Linked DNA regions of Mus musculus: regions 1, 3 and 4 are each linked to region 2. Evidence: chromatin contacts called from public HiChIP or PLAC-seq, Micro-C and promoter capture Hi-C data. All regions are on one chromosome and are shown on one strand. The core of a region is the stretch at or near the end of the contact, and the rest is flanking DNA. Distances in the headings are between cores, read along the strand shown.

Evidence for each region. Promoter capture Hi-C pulls out the DNA fragments that hold promoters and counts their contacts. Hi-C and Micro-C count contacts between places; a contact is called where the count stands out from the background. HiChIP or PLAC-seq counts read pairs in DNA pulled down with a chosen protein or histone mark.
Region 1: an H3K4me3 HiChIP or PLAC-seq map of forebrain shows a contact between it and region 2, with 4 times the contacts expected there. The contact joins the promoter of Clasrp here to the promoter of Nova2 in region 2. A contact is called at or near these places in 3 of 39 promoter capture datasets (cranial neural crest, maxillary cranial neural crest and second pharyngeal arch cranial neural crest) and 1 of 115 datasets of contacts at active chromatin or transcription factors (forebrain).
Region 3: a promoter capture Hi-C map of stem cell-derived epiblast-like cells shows a contact between it and region 2, with 3 times the contacts expected there. The contact joins the promoter of Mill1 here to the promoter of Nova2 in region 2. A contact is called at or near these places in 6 of 39 promoter capture datasets (the 3T3-L1 cell line, 3T3-L1-derived adipocytes, embryonic stem cells and 2 more).
Region 4: a Micro-C map of embryonic stem cells shows a contact between it and region 2, with 2.8 times the contacts expected there. The contact joins the enhancer-like site here to the promoter of Nova2 in region 2. A contact is called at or near these places in 1 of 39 promoter capture datasets (pre-B cells), 1 of 484 Hi-C or Micro-C datasets (embryonic stem cells) and 4 of 115 datasets of contacts at active chromatin or transcription factors (embryonic forebrain, embryonic limb bud, extraembryonic endoderm stem cells and 1 more).

What each region holds. Positions count from the first base shown.
Region 1 is chr7:19,602,950-19,605,935 of GRCm38.p6, forward strand. It overlaps Clasrp (CLK4-associating serine/arginine rich protein), which reads right to left and starts at 1,537. Exons shown (of 21, transcript NM_016680.5): 1 at 1,463-1,537; 2 at 241-356. The coding sequence starts at 339.
Region 2 is chr7:18,924,470-18,927,214 of GRCm38.p6, forward strand. Nova2 (NOVA alternative splicing regulator 2) reads left to right here and starts at 1,419. Exons shown (of 4, transcript NM_001029877.3): 1 at 1,419-1,695. The coding sequence starts at 1,611.
Region 3 is chr7:18,243,806-18,246,786 of GRCm38.p6, forward strand. Mill1 (MHC I like leukocyte 1) reads left to right here and starts at 1,542. Exons shown (of 5, transcript NM_153749.4): 1 at 1,542-1,895. The coding sequence starts at 1,805.
Region 4 is chr7:19,739,749-19,742,851 of GRCm38.p6, forward strand. All of the region lies in intron 1 of Nectin2 (nectin cell adhesion molecule 2), which reads right to left. Among named protein-coding and RNA genes, the nearest start is that of Gm34744, 8.3 kb to the right of the region's middle. Within about 2 kb of position 1,548, at least 58 of the 459 cell types and tissues checked have an H3K27ac peak or open chromatin away from gene starts, as enhancers often do. A contact at or near this core is called in embryonic stem cells and extraembryonic endoderm stem cells, where this site is marked.

The sequences.
Region 1 (2,986 bases), core at 287-2,786, 680 kb after region 2:
CTAGGTTACCTAAAAAGACCATCTACCTAACAAGAGACGGGGTAAGGGCAGCTCAGGTGGTGCACTGCACGGCCCAGACTTCTATCTCCAACACCATAGAAAAATGGCCACAGTGGAAGGGGGTGTGGGGGAAGACGACTAGGATTGTGAGGAAAAAGAGCTCTTGCCTTGACACACCTCCAAGCCCAGGGCCCTTCCCTCTGGAGCCCGCCCGCCCCACACTCAAGTCTGCTCACTCACAATCTTCTCATAGTACTCCCGACGCCGCTCCGCCCTCTTCTTGTAGTCCACCATCATGCCTCGAAGTTTCCGCTCATGCTTCCGAGCCTCGTGCCACATGGTGCTGAGGCTTCTGCCTGAGGGAGGAGGGCACCAGACATGTCAAAGGGACTATAAAGACCACGTGGGTAGAGTTACAGTCCTCTGACATGTTGGGGTTGATCCTGATGGACTAAATTCCAAGTCCCATGGCTTCAGGGGAGAGAGAGACCCTGCTGCAGACCAGGACGCTGAGTGCACAAAAGGACTCCTAACAGTCCTGTGGCAGTAGCTCCAGAACTATGAGAAAGCTCTCTGTGACCTAGGTAAGATCTTCTCCTGGGAAAAAAAATCCTCCTAGATTCTGCTCGCTAAAGTCCATATGAAAGACTATAGAGTAGATAGCCTTTGGAAGGCTGATGCAGAACTGTCTTGAGTTCAAGGCCAGCCTTGGTTACACTGTCCAGTGTAACCTAAATATGGAGATCCTACTTTAATTAAAAAAAAAATGGCTGGGAGTGATGGTGCATGCCTTGAATCTCAGCAGTGGGAAGGCAGGACAGGCAGATGTCTGAGTATGGAGCCAGCCTGGTTTATGTACTAAGTTCCAGGCTAGCCAAGGCTACATAGTGAGATGCTGTCTGGAAAAATAAAAATGGAATTTTTGAAATAAAAGGAATGTCTGAAACCGATCCGTAGCTGCCAGGGCTGGGCTCACAAGAACCCCTAAGATCCCTCTGCAGGAACCATGCATGGTACGGGAGGGGGGTGCAGCAGTGTTGTAAGGTAGGTTAGTGGAGAGAGGCAACAGCACAGCCCAGACACGCTTGGGGAGGGGGGTGAGGCCAGGTGAAGGGCGTGGACAGAGGATGAAGATGGTCAGGCGGCTGAGCTCTAAAGGAGGGACGTGAAGCCGGCCAGGCAGGCTAAAAAGAGAGAGTGCGGCCCTGGGCCGGAGCGATGGGTGAAAGACAGGGACGGAGCTGCGTCTGGGGACCAGGGTCCGTGCCGAACCCCAAAGCCCGGATTCGGGCCTGAGGAGGGGCGAGGGGCGCAGCCTGAGGCCTGTCAGGGCGGAAGCAGGCGGGGCCGCCGTCGGGGCCCGGCGGACACCCACGGTGATCTCCGGAGCGCCTCGGACAAGGATGAGGTCGACTGCCACCGCTCGGAAGCCGGGAGGTCGGGGTCGGATGCCTGCACTCACCGGCCAGTCGCCGCCTCCCACTGCTGCGCTCGCGCGCGCTCACGACCCACACCGGAAGCGGAAGTGAGAGGTTGAGCGAAGGAGAGAGGCGGCGCTGCACAAAAGGCACTTCCGCGGTCGAGAGGAAGGGCTCTGGGATGTGGGCGTGGCTCTCGCGATTATGGGCGGGGCCTGCAGGGTGGCACCATCTGGGACCTGTCCTAAAAGTGAGAGCTTAAGTAGAGGAACCCAGAATTCCAGACACGTTTTGTTGTTGTTTTTAAAGATTTATTTCTTTTAGGGGCTGGAGTGGTGACAATCGATTGAGAACTGGAAGCTCTCGCCAAGGTCCTGAGTTTAATTGCCCGCACTCACATAGGGCTCACAACCAGTCTCTTTTTTTTTTTTTTTTTTTTTAAAGATTTATTTATTTATTATATGTAAGTACACTGTAGCTGTCTTCAGACATTCCAGAAGAGGGAGTCAGATCTCATTACAGATGGTTGTGAGCCACCATGTGGTTGCTGGGATTTGAACTCTGGACCTTCGGAAGAGCAGTCGGGTGCTCTTACCCACTGAGCCATCTCACCAGCCCAACAACCAGTCTCTTAACTGTAGTCCTATGGGATCCAGTGCCCTATTCTGATGTGCATACATGCCGAGAAAACACCCATATGCATAAAATACAAAAATAGAAAAGTCTTTTTAAAAGATTTATATTGCCGGACAGTGGTGGCACACGCCTTTTAATCCCAGCACTTGGGAGGCAGAGGCAGGTAGATTTCTGAGTTCGAGGCCAGCCTGGTCTACAAAGTGAGTTCCAGGACAGCCAGGGCTACACAGAGAAACCCTGTCTCGGAAAAAAAATATTATGTGTATGCCTGAAGGTGTATGTTTCTCTGAGATGTATACACACACATATATATTATATAATTTTATTTAATCCTATATGTACATATATATGTATACATATATGTACGTGTATATGTATATATAAATATATATGTATACACACAGACATATATGTGGGATTAATAAAAATTATCTGTAGGTTGTGTTCAGTTAATTCAACAATAGCAGGCTAGGAACAGAAAGGCCAAGAACTCAGTAGATCAGTAGATGCTCGGGCTACAAGGCTGGATGCCTCAGCTGGTCTTCAGTATACACTAGAACCACAGAGAAGGCTCTAACGCCAGTGAAGGAATGGACTTGCTAGCAAGACGATGGCAAGCAGGCAAATACCTAAAGCTTCCTTCTTCCACATCCCTATATACAATCCAGCAGAAATCGTGGCCCAGATTAGAGCTGGATTAAAAGTGTGTCTTCCCATCTCAAGATCCAGATTAGAAATTGAGCTTCCAGGGGCTGGAGAAATGGCTCGGCGGTTAAGAGCACTGACTCTTCTTCTGGAGGTCCTGAGTTCAATTCCCAGCAACCACATGGTGGCTCACAACCATCTGTAATGGAATCCAATGCCTTTTTCTGGTATGTCTGAAGACAGCGACAGTGTACTCACATACATAAAATAAATAAAATCTTTTTTAA
Region 2 (2,745 bases), core at 169-2,668:
CACTAAGGCCGTTTTGTTCTGTGCTGTGTCCCAGGGTCTAGGGCAGTATCTGTCACTCAGTGGGTGGGCCGTCAGTACCGTTGATAGGACCTAGCGCCAGTCAGGCTTCTGTGGCAGTTACTTGCTGTAACTTGATTTCAGTCGCAGGAGCCCGACAGCAGTCTTAGGTCCACTCTTCATGGAGAGATGGACCATCCAAAGGGGGAATTTCCTTGCTGACAGTCAGATGACATGAAGGTACATTTCTCATTTGACCCCTACCCATTGTTTCCTCTTCTTTTCTCTTTTGTTTGTTTTGTTTCTTGTTGATTTGGTTGTTTGTTTTTTTTTAAACAAAGGGTCTTACATTGTAGCCCAGCTTATCCTTAGATTCAAGGCAATTCTGCCTCATACTGTCAAGTAGTGGGATACATGAGTGAGCGCCAAGCTTGGCTGCTTCGGCTTCCTAAGACTCAGTGTCCTCATCTGTAAGACAGAATACTAAAAGTATATCCTATCGTTTTTCCCCGGTGGGATTCAAGTAAGAATCTCTTAGAACCACTCCTGGCACATGGCAAGTGCACAAGTGATGCTCATTAGGAGCAAAAGGTAGCTAGAGATGCCATGCACATCCCTCTAATCCCAGCGCTTGGGGGGCCAGGGAATGGAAACAGCAGAATCAGGAGGTCAAAGCTAGCCTGAGCTACATAGTGAGTTCAAAGCCAGCTTGGGCTATATTACACTCTGTCCAGCCACGCCCCTCCGCAAATAAAAGGGTGAAGGGTAAGGAAGGAAGGCGTGGAGGAGCCTCGCGGTCCTTATTATACCCTGCAGGGGGGGGTAGTCAGGTCTGTAGCGTCCAAGCGTGATGGGCGTGGCCCAGGCTTCAAGGATGGACCAATGGGGGCGCAGAAGGGCGTGGCCTTGACTGCCATGGGCGTGACCTTGCGCGGGTGGGAGGGGCCAGGACGCTGTAGGAGCCTAGCTGAGAAGATGCTCGGGCCAGCAACCACCACCAGCAGCCCGGTCTCTGCTGCTGCCCTCGCCCGCCGCCCCCCGGGCCCCCACTAGCGACCGCCTCCGCTTCTTATCTCCGGCCCCCCGCCCTGAGCAGGGCCTTGGGAGGGGGGCTCGGCCCCTCGCATCTGTGGGGAGCCCTCAAGAAAGGGTACAGAGAGGGTGTCCTGTCTACACCTCTGCACCCCACTGGCTCAGTGACCGGCTTCGGTGATCTTTGAGAGACCAGGACCCCACCCCTCAGTTCTCCATCCCAGACCACCCCCCATACCCTCTCCACCCTGCTCCCCTCCGTCCTCCAGCTCTGTCAGCGCTTCCCCCCCCCAGCCCCCTCCCGCTTCCCTCCCCGCCGCTCCCCTCCCCCTTCCTCGCCGCCCCCTCCCCTCCCCCTCCCTCCCCTCCCCCTCCTCCGCCCCCCCACCATGAGGATGATGGCCGCCGGCGCGGTGCACGGCCTCTTCACGGCCTCCGCGGCCCCGCAGCCGCCGCCGCCCCCGCCGCCGCCGCCGCCGCCGCAGCCCCAGCCTCCCCAGCAGCCGTCGCCGCCGCCACAGCAGCCGCCGCCGCCGCCGCAGCCGCCGCAGCAGCAGCAGCCGCCGCCCCAGGCCCCCCCCATGGAGCCCGAGGCCCCGGATTCCCGCAAGAGACCCCTCGAGACGCCCCCCGAGGTGGTCTGCACCAAGCGCAGCAACACGGGAGGTGAGGCAAAGCTGAGGGACCGCGGCGTGGGGCGTGGGGGGGGATCGCGCGCCGAAGGGGGCATCGCCGTCCTCCATCATCCCCCCCCATCCCTGGCTGGCAGGTGCAAGTGCTTCAGGGAGGGGAGGGGCACCCCTCCGCGAGGAGATGGGGACCCGGACGGACCCCTTTCTCTTGTCGCCGAGGCCCCGGGGGCTGAGAGCTTTGTCTGCGACGAAAGGGGCTGGGGGGGAGGGGGTGGTAAGTGTCCTTGTGGTGTATGAGGGAACCAAGGATGAGGGGCGTGGGTCCCTTCTGGGCCAGTGTGTCCTTGAGGGGTGTGTGATGTGACCCTTTCGGGGCAGGGGTGTTCCCTCGGGCTTGCGTGTCCCGGTTGGGGGAGGGGAAGGAGTAGAGTCAGGCCTGTGGACCGAGAGCTTCTGAGCCTCACTCCCTGGGGATGTCCTGAACAAGGGTTGTCCCGGAAAGGGGCGGGTGTGGACAGTATGCAGGACCGTGCATGGAGACAGACTGGGTGGGTGTGTTGGGTGACATGGAAGAAAGGGTGGGTGTGTAAAACTGGAGGGGAAAGAGATGGAAGGCTAGGACAGGTGTGTATCCGTGGTGGGTCGTGTAGGGCCTGGATATGTGACATTAAGGGACCATGGATGTGACGGGGTAGGGGTGTGTGAGTATGTGTGTAAAAGAGAGCCGGATGTGAGGTCCTCCAAGGGAAGGTGCTTACCAGCCCGGAGGGGGCTCTTGTCCTGTGACACACCAGTGAGAGGGGGTGTGTAACATGCAGGGGGGTGTGTAGGGAGGCAGAAAGGATGGACTCTGGGTGTGAACCGTGAGAACATTCGTGGACCGGGAAAAGGGGTTCTGTGTGGGGGATACCGCTGTGTATAGGGTGGAGTGGGACCAGTAGAAGCTGGTGCTAGGATGTGACATGGAAAAGGGTGTAGGTGTGACTCTAGAGAGGCTGGGTGTGACACATGGAGGTGTGCAATAGTGACATCAGAGGGGGGTGTGTAACTGGGGGGGATGGGGGGATGAAAAGGGAGAGCTGGG
Region 3 (2,981 bases), core at 292-2,791, 680 kb before region 2:
GTGTTCCATCTCATGTCTCTGTCCCTCCACACACTTATCTCCCTCCTGCTCTCCCTCTCTGGGGAAAGGATACTCCTTACCACTGAAGTCACTCTATCAGATCGATTTTATCTAGATCATTTTAGGCAATGGATTTGTAGGTCACACAGAATCTGATATGGGTTGATAGTGCTATTTTTAACCATCACTATCATTTGTGTGTGTGTGTTCCCGGTTCCCTGGAGATTTGTGTATTGGAATCTTAATTTCTCAGTGTTGGAGTGGCCAGAGTTGAAGAATGTTGAATGGAGGAGCCTATGGGGAGGTATTGAGGGCATGAGAGCAGAGGCATTCTAACTGGAGTGATGCCATCTGGTGGATTGAGTGAGTTTTCACCAACAGTGGATGAGTTGCCTAGACTGTGGGCTCTTAAAAAGCACTGTGAGTCTCAGTCTTCTCTCCCTCTCCCTCTCCCTCTCCCTCTCCCTCTCCCTCTCCCTCTCCCTCTCCCTCTTCCTCTCCCTCTCCCTCTCTTTCTCTCCCTCTCCCTCTCTCCCTCTCCCTCTCCCTCTCCCTCTCTCCCTCTCCCTCTCCCTCTCCCTCTCCCTCTCTTTCTCTCCCTCTCTTTCTCTCCCTCTCTTTCTCTCCCTCTCTTTCTCTCCCTCTCTTTCTCTCTCTCCTTCTCTCTCCCTCTCTTTCTATCTCTCCTTCTCTCTCTCCCTCTTCTTCCCTCTCTCTCCCTTCCCTCTCCTTCTCTCTCTCCTTCTCCCTCTCCTTCTCTCTCTCCCTCTTCTTCTCCCTCTCTTCCTCTCTCTCTCTCTCTCTTACCCTCCTCCTCCCCCTCCTCTCTCTCTCTCCTTCCCTCCCCTCTCAGAAGAGGTCTCTCTACATAGTCCTGGCTGTCCTGGAACTCTGTAGGGTGTCCAGGCTGGAATCAAACTCACAAAGATCTGCCTGCCCCTGCCTGGAATTAAAGTGCTGGGATTAAAGATGTGCCCCACCATCCTCAGCCCTTAGTTTCTAAACTACTGAGAAAGTATACAAACTGTGTCTCTTCTTGCTATAATTAATTTTACTTCATTGTTTCTGCTTTAAAATGCTTAAGACCAGGCTGGGCAGGGTCTGCTCAGCAGCAGAGGGTGGTAAGTTTAGTTCCCAGGGCTCAGCTCACTCCAGGCAACAACAAACCTAAACTCAAAGAGCAAACAACAGTTAATTAATTGTTTCAAATTTCCCTCCAGAGTCTTCCACAGCTTTACTCACTCCCAGTCAGTTATTAATAGGAAACATGCATCATTTGTTTTTATAGTTGTAAAGGGAATTTTCCCAAGTCCTGTGTGAGCATGCACAGATACCTGAGTGGGAAGCTGGAATCTTGATGTGGGGAGCAGGTAATAAAACCCCGGTTGAGATACCTGCCTGTCCTGCCTGTCCTTGTTGATGAGAGGTTCACATGCATTCCAGACTCCTATCCAAAACATTAAGACAAAAACCTTCCTGCTTATTGTAGAGAATGCAGTAGGGATAGCTGTAAAGGAGGGCTTTGATGATTTCAGGGAGGAGCATTTGAATCAGGGCTGCCTGAGCCCAAAGCATCCTGAGCACCTCTGTGTTTCTCAGCTTCTCTGTACAGGGACCAGCAGCCCTCCAGCCAGCCCAGACACTTTCAGGATCCCCTTTCAGCCTCTTAGGATCCCCCTCCACCTGAAGTCCCAGTGATACCCTTAAGTTCTCCTTGGATTCCTGAGGTTGGTAGAGCTAGTAAGAGGAGCTCATCTGGCTTGGGATCTTCAAAGTAAACTCAGAAGTCTCAGGCAGAGAGAAGATGCTGCTGTCCAGGAACCTCAGAGCCCTAGCTGCGATCCACCTGTGGATAGTGTACCTGCTCCTGGAGGATTTACTGGGCACCTGCGCAGGTGAGCACTGAACAGGAAGAGGGACCTTGCTGTGTCTCTGTGCTGTTGAGTGTAGCATGAGTGAACTTGGTGTGTATGTATGTGTGTGTGTGTCTTTGTGTGTGTGTGTTTGGTGTGTGTGTGTGGTGTATGTGTCTGTGTAGTATGTGTCTGTCTTTCTCTATGTCTATGTATGTCTCTGTGTTTGTGTGTGTGTAAATGTATGTATATATATATATATATGTGTGTGTGTGTGTATGTATATATGTACATATATACATATATATGTGTGTCTGTATGTGTTGTGTATATGTGTTTCTATGTGTCTATGTCTCTTTATGTATGTCTGTGTTATATATGTGTGTGTATTTCTGTGTATATTTCTGTGTGATAAGTGTTTGTGTGTGTCTCTGTATGTGCCTGTGTGTGTTATATGTGTGTGTGTATATATCTGTGTTTTGTCTGTATGTGTTGTATGTGTGTTGTGTGTGTGATGTGTGTGATGTGTGTATGTCTGTGTGTGTTGTGTGTGTTTCTATGTGTCTGTGTATTGCTTGTGTGTATTATCTAGTTAAGTGTCTAGAAAAATGCATCTCTGCATCTGGGGAAACTTTTGTGTCTAAAGGACTCTGTGACTTTGGGAGGAAGTGCCCTTGGCTGTTCTAGTATAGTAGTATAACCATAGACTCCCGTGAACTTGGTGGGGCAGGATGATCAATGGTTATCCAGAGCTGGTGGCCTCAAGCTTTCACTGAGGTCAGGAAGCATATGCTACACAGGGATAGTATGTTTCCGTGGCAACAAGAACAAATCCAGTGTCTGTGAGAAGGTACAAGGAAAGGTGCATTGAGTGTTCAGCTTGGTAGCAGGCATGGTTGAGGGTTTTCAGAGTCCAAATCCTGAGACAATACAGAGAAGGCAATGATTATCTTAGGGACTCCTTATAGCCTGAGGTCTGGGTATAAAATCTTCAGGGTCTTTAGAATCTCTGCAGGAGAAAGTGAGTGTGGTAGTGGTAGCAAGGGTGTGTGTTTGACCTGAAGCAGAGTGAATCAGCATCTCCAACAGGAAGATGCAGAGTGGGAGAATGGGTGATGAGAAAGAAAG
Region 4 (3,103 bases), core at 298-2,797, 820 kb after region 2:
TCTCACGAGCCCCTTCTATTTTCCCACTTTATTTATTTTGTTCTTTTGGAGACAGGCTCTCTCCACATAGCCCTAGCTGTTTTAGAACTCACTATGTAGACCAGGTTGGCCTTGAACTCAGAGATCCTCCTGCTTCTGCCTCCAGAAATGCTGAGATAAATGGTGTGCACCCTTGTGCCTGGCTGAATTTTTACTTAAAAAAAATTATTTGATGTATATGGATGTTTTGTCTATGTATGTCTCTGTACCACATGTGTGCCTGGTGCCTATGGAGGCCAGAAGAGGGCACAGGGTTCTCTGGAGCTGGAGTTACAGATGGTTGTATGTTGCCATGTGGATGCTGAGAATTGAACTCAGAACCTCTGCAAGAGCATCTGTGCTTTTAACCACCAAGCCAACTCTCCAGCCCCCAATTCCTCACTTTAAAAAAATAGTATGGGCTGGAGAGATGGCTCAGTGGTTAAGAGTACTGACTGCTCTTCCGAAGGTCCTGAGTTCAAATCCCAGCAACCACATGGTGGCTCACAACCATCTGTAATGAGATCTAATGCCTTCTTCTGGTGTGTCTGAAGACAGCTACAGTGTACATACATATGATAAATAAATCTTTAAAAATATAGTAATTTTTTTTTTATTTAATGTGTATGTGCGCGCGCGCACATCTATGTACGGCGAACAGGTACCTGTACAGGCCAGAAGGGGGCGCCAAAAGCCCTTGGAATCAGAACTTCAGGCAGCTGTGCAGGACGCTGAGCAAGTCCTCTGCCTGAGCTATCTCTTCAACCCCACCGTCTCCCCACTGTGAACAAATATAGAAACGAGGAAGCCTGTGTCTCAGCTTTGGAGGAAGTACTCCACGATGACCCAGGGGACAATAATGTGTGGGTTTAAATCCAGGGCTCAACATCTCTGTGCCTCAGTTTCCCAGCTGCATAATGAGGACATAATGACAGTGTCGCACACCCCAGGGGTGTTATGAGGACCAAGGAATGCTTGAAGAGCACTCAGCCTAGGTCCACAGGAAACTTGAACTTTGTAAACAAACAGAGGCCAGATAATTACAAGTGGCCATTGACAGTGAGCCCTGAGGTGAGGGACACATGACTTGTCTCTATGAGGAACTGCTTACAACCATCTAGAGAACGAGAGAGAATAAGGGAGTGAGAGAGCGAGAGAGAATAAGAGAGAGAGAGAGAGAGAGAGAGTGAGAGCAAGCACCCTAGGCAGAGCTGCCCACTCAGCGAACAGTGGTGAGTGTACCGTCCTGGCCTCCTCACACACAAGAACCCAGGGAAGCTGGGGTGTGGTAGCAAAAGCTTTTAATCCCACCACACAGGAGGTGGAGGCACGCAGATCTCTTGTGTGTCTGAAGAAAGCCTGGGCTACATAGTGAGTTCCAGGCCAGTCAAGAAGACGTAGCTAAACTCTGCCTAAATAAATAAATAGATAAATAAATAAACAAATGCAAGCAGGCCAGTGGCTGGAGAGATGACTCAGAAGTTAAGAGCACCCATTGTTCTTGCAGAGGGCCTGGGTTGGGTTCCCTGAGATGGTGGCTCACAAACATCCCAAACTCAGCTCTTTCTTGGACACAGCACACATATGGTGTGCAGACATGTATGTAGGCAAAACACCAATTCACTTAAAGCAATCTTTAAAAAAGAAGAACCTGGGTGGTCCTGGTGAGGGAATCTGACAGAACACAATACTGGGGTCAGACAGTGCTAGGGAGGATGGGACAAGTGGCCACCAGTTAAGAGAGTCGTACCATATGCCTCACCACTCAAACCCACCACACACCTAGACAAAAAGGGCTTCATCTCTGCCGCAGAGCGGATCCATATGGACTAGGAAAAGGACAGCTCAGCAGTAGAGCCTCTTCCTAGAATCCCCCAGGGAGGGGCTGGGGGCGTGGCTCAGTGGCAGAGCCCCTGCCTAGAATCCCCCAGGGAGGGGCTGGGGGCGTGGCTCAGTGGCAGAGCGCTTGTGTACCACGTGGAGAGCTTTGGGTCCCAGCCCTACCACAGAGGAGCAGGAGAACTTTTTCAAATTGAAACACAGAGAGATGAGAGCTTCCTGCTGCTTGCTGCTTCTGGGCTGGGTGACCTTTTCAAGCCCAAGTTCTTTCATGTGTAAAATGGAGACATTTAAGTCACCCTGCAGGTTCCCCTGGAACAATTCAAGTAAAAGATCTGACACTCTTTGCAGGCCAGGTCACAGGGTCAGTGCCTGTCCCCACAGGCCACATCTGGCAGGGCTTGCCTTTGCTTCCGCCTGGGTTTTATTTTGTTTATTTAGACAGGGTCTCAATGTTTGGCTTCAGTTGGCCTTGAATTCACATCAATCCTCCTGTCTCACCATCCAGAAGAGCTGGGATTACACAGCTTTGCAAATGTGAATTAGAACAGGTCTTGGAGCTAGGCAAAAGGACATCAAGGACAGAAAAATGGGCTTGAAAAGGTGTCGGGGAGGGGTTGGTGAGATGGCGCAGCGGGTAAAGGTGATTGCAGCCAAGAATGATAACCGGATTTTAATCTCTGAGATCCGAGTAGTGGATAGGGAGAACAGACTCCTGAACATTGTCCTCTTGTATTAACACACACACACACACACACACACACACACACACACACACACACAGGAGGTATCAGTGAACCAGGCTCAGCAGCCTTCAGTCATAATTCCAAAACTAAGGAGACAGAGGCATAAGGATGTTTGGGGCCAGAGAATTCCAGGTTAACCTTCGTTATCCAGGGACGCCCTTCATAAATGAAAACATACAAATGACAAGAATCTCACAGCCCCAAGACCTCCAGACTAAGTCTCTAATTCTGAATACAAGAATGGATGTTCAGAGTGAGATGAACTGTGGCTTATGTTTGTTTGTTTTATTTAATTACTGCATTTACATATGTGTGGGGCAGGGGTGGGGGTGCCAATGCACAGGTGTGGGGTTGGCTCTTTTCTTTCCACTGTGTGGGTCTTGGAGACAGAACTCAGGCTGTCAAGTTTGGCAGCAAGCACCTTCACCCGCTGGGCCGTCTCCCTGGCTGCTGTTTTATTTGTTTTTCTAAGATGGGGTCTGACTACATAGTCTCAGCTA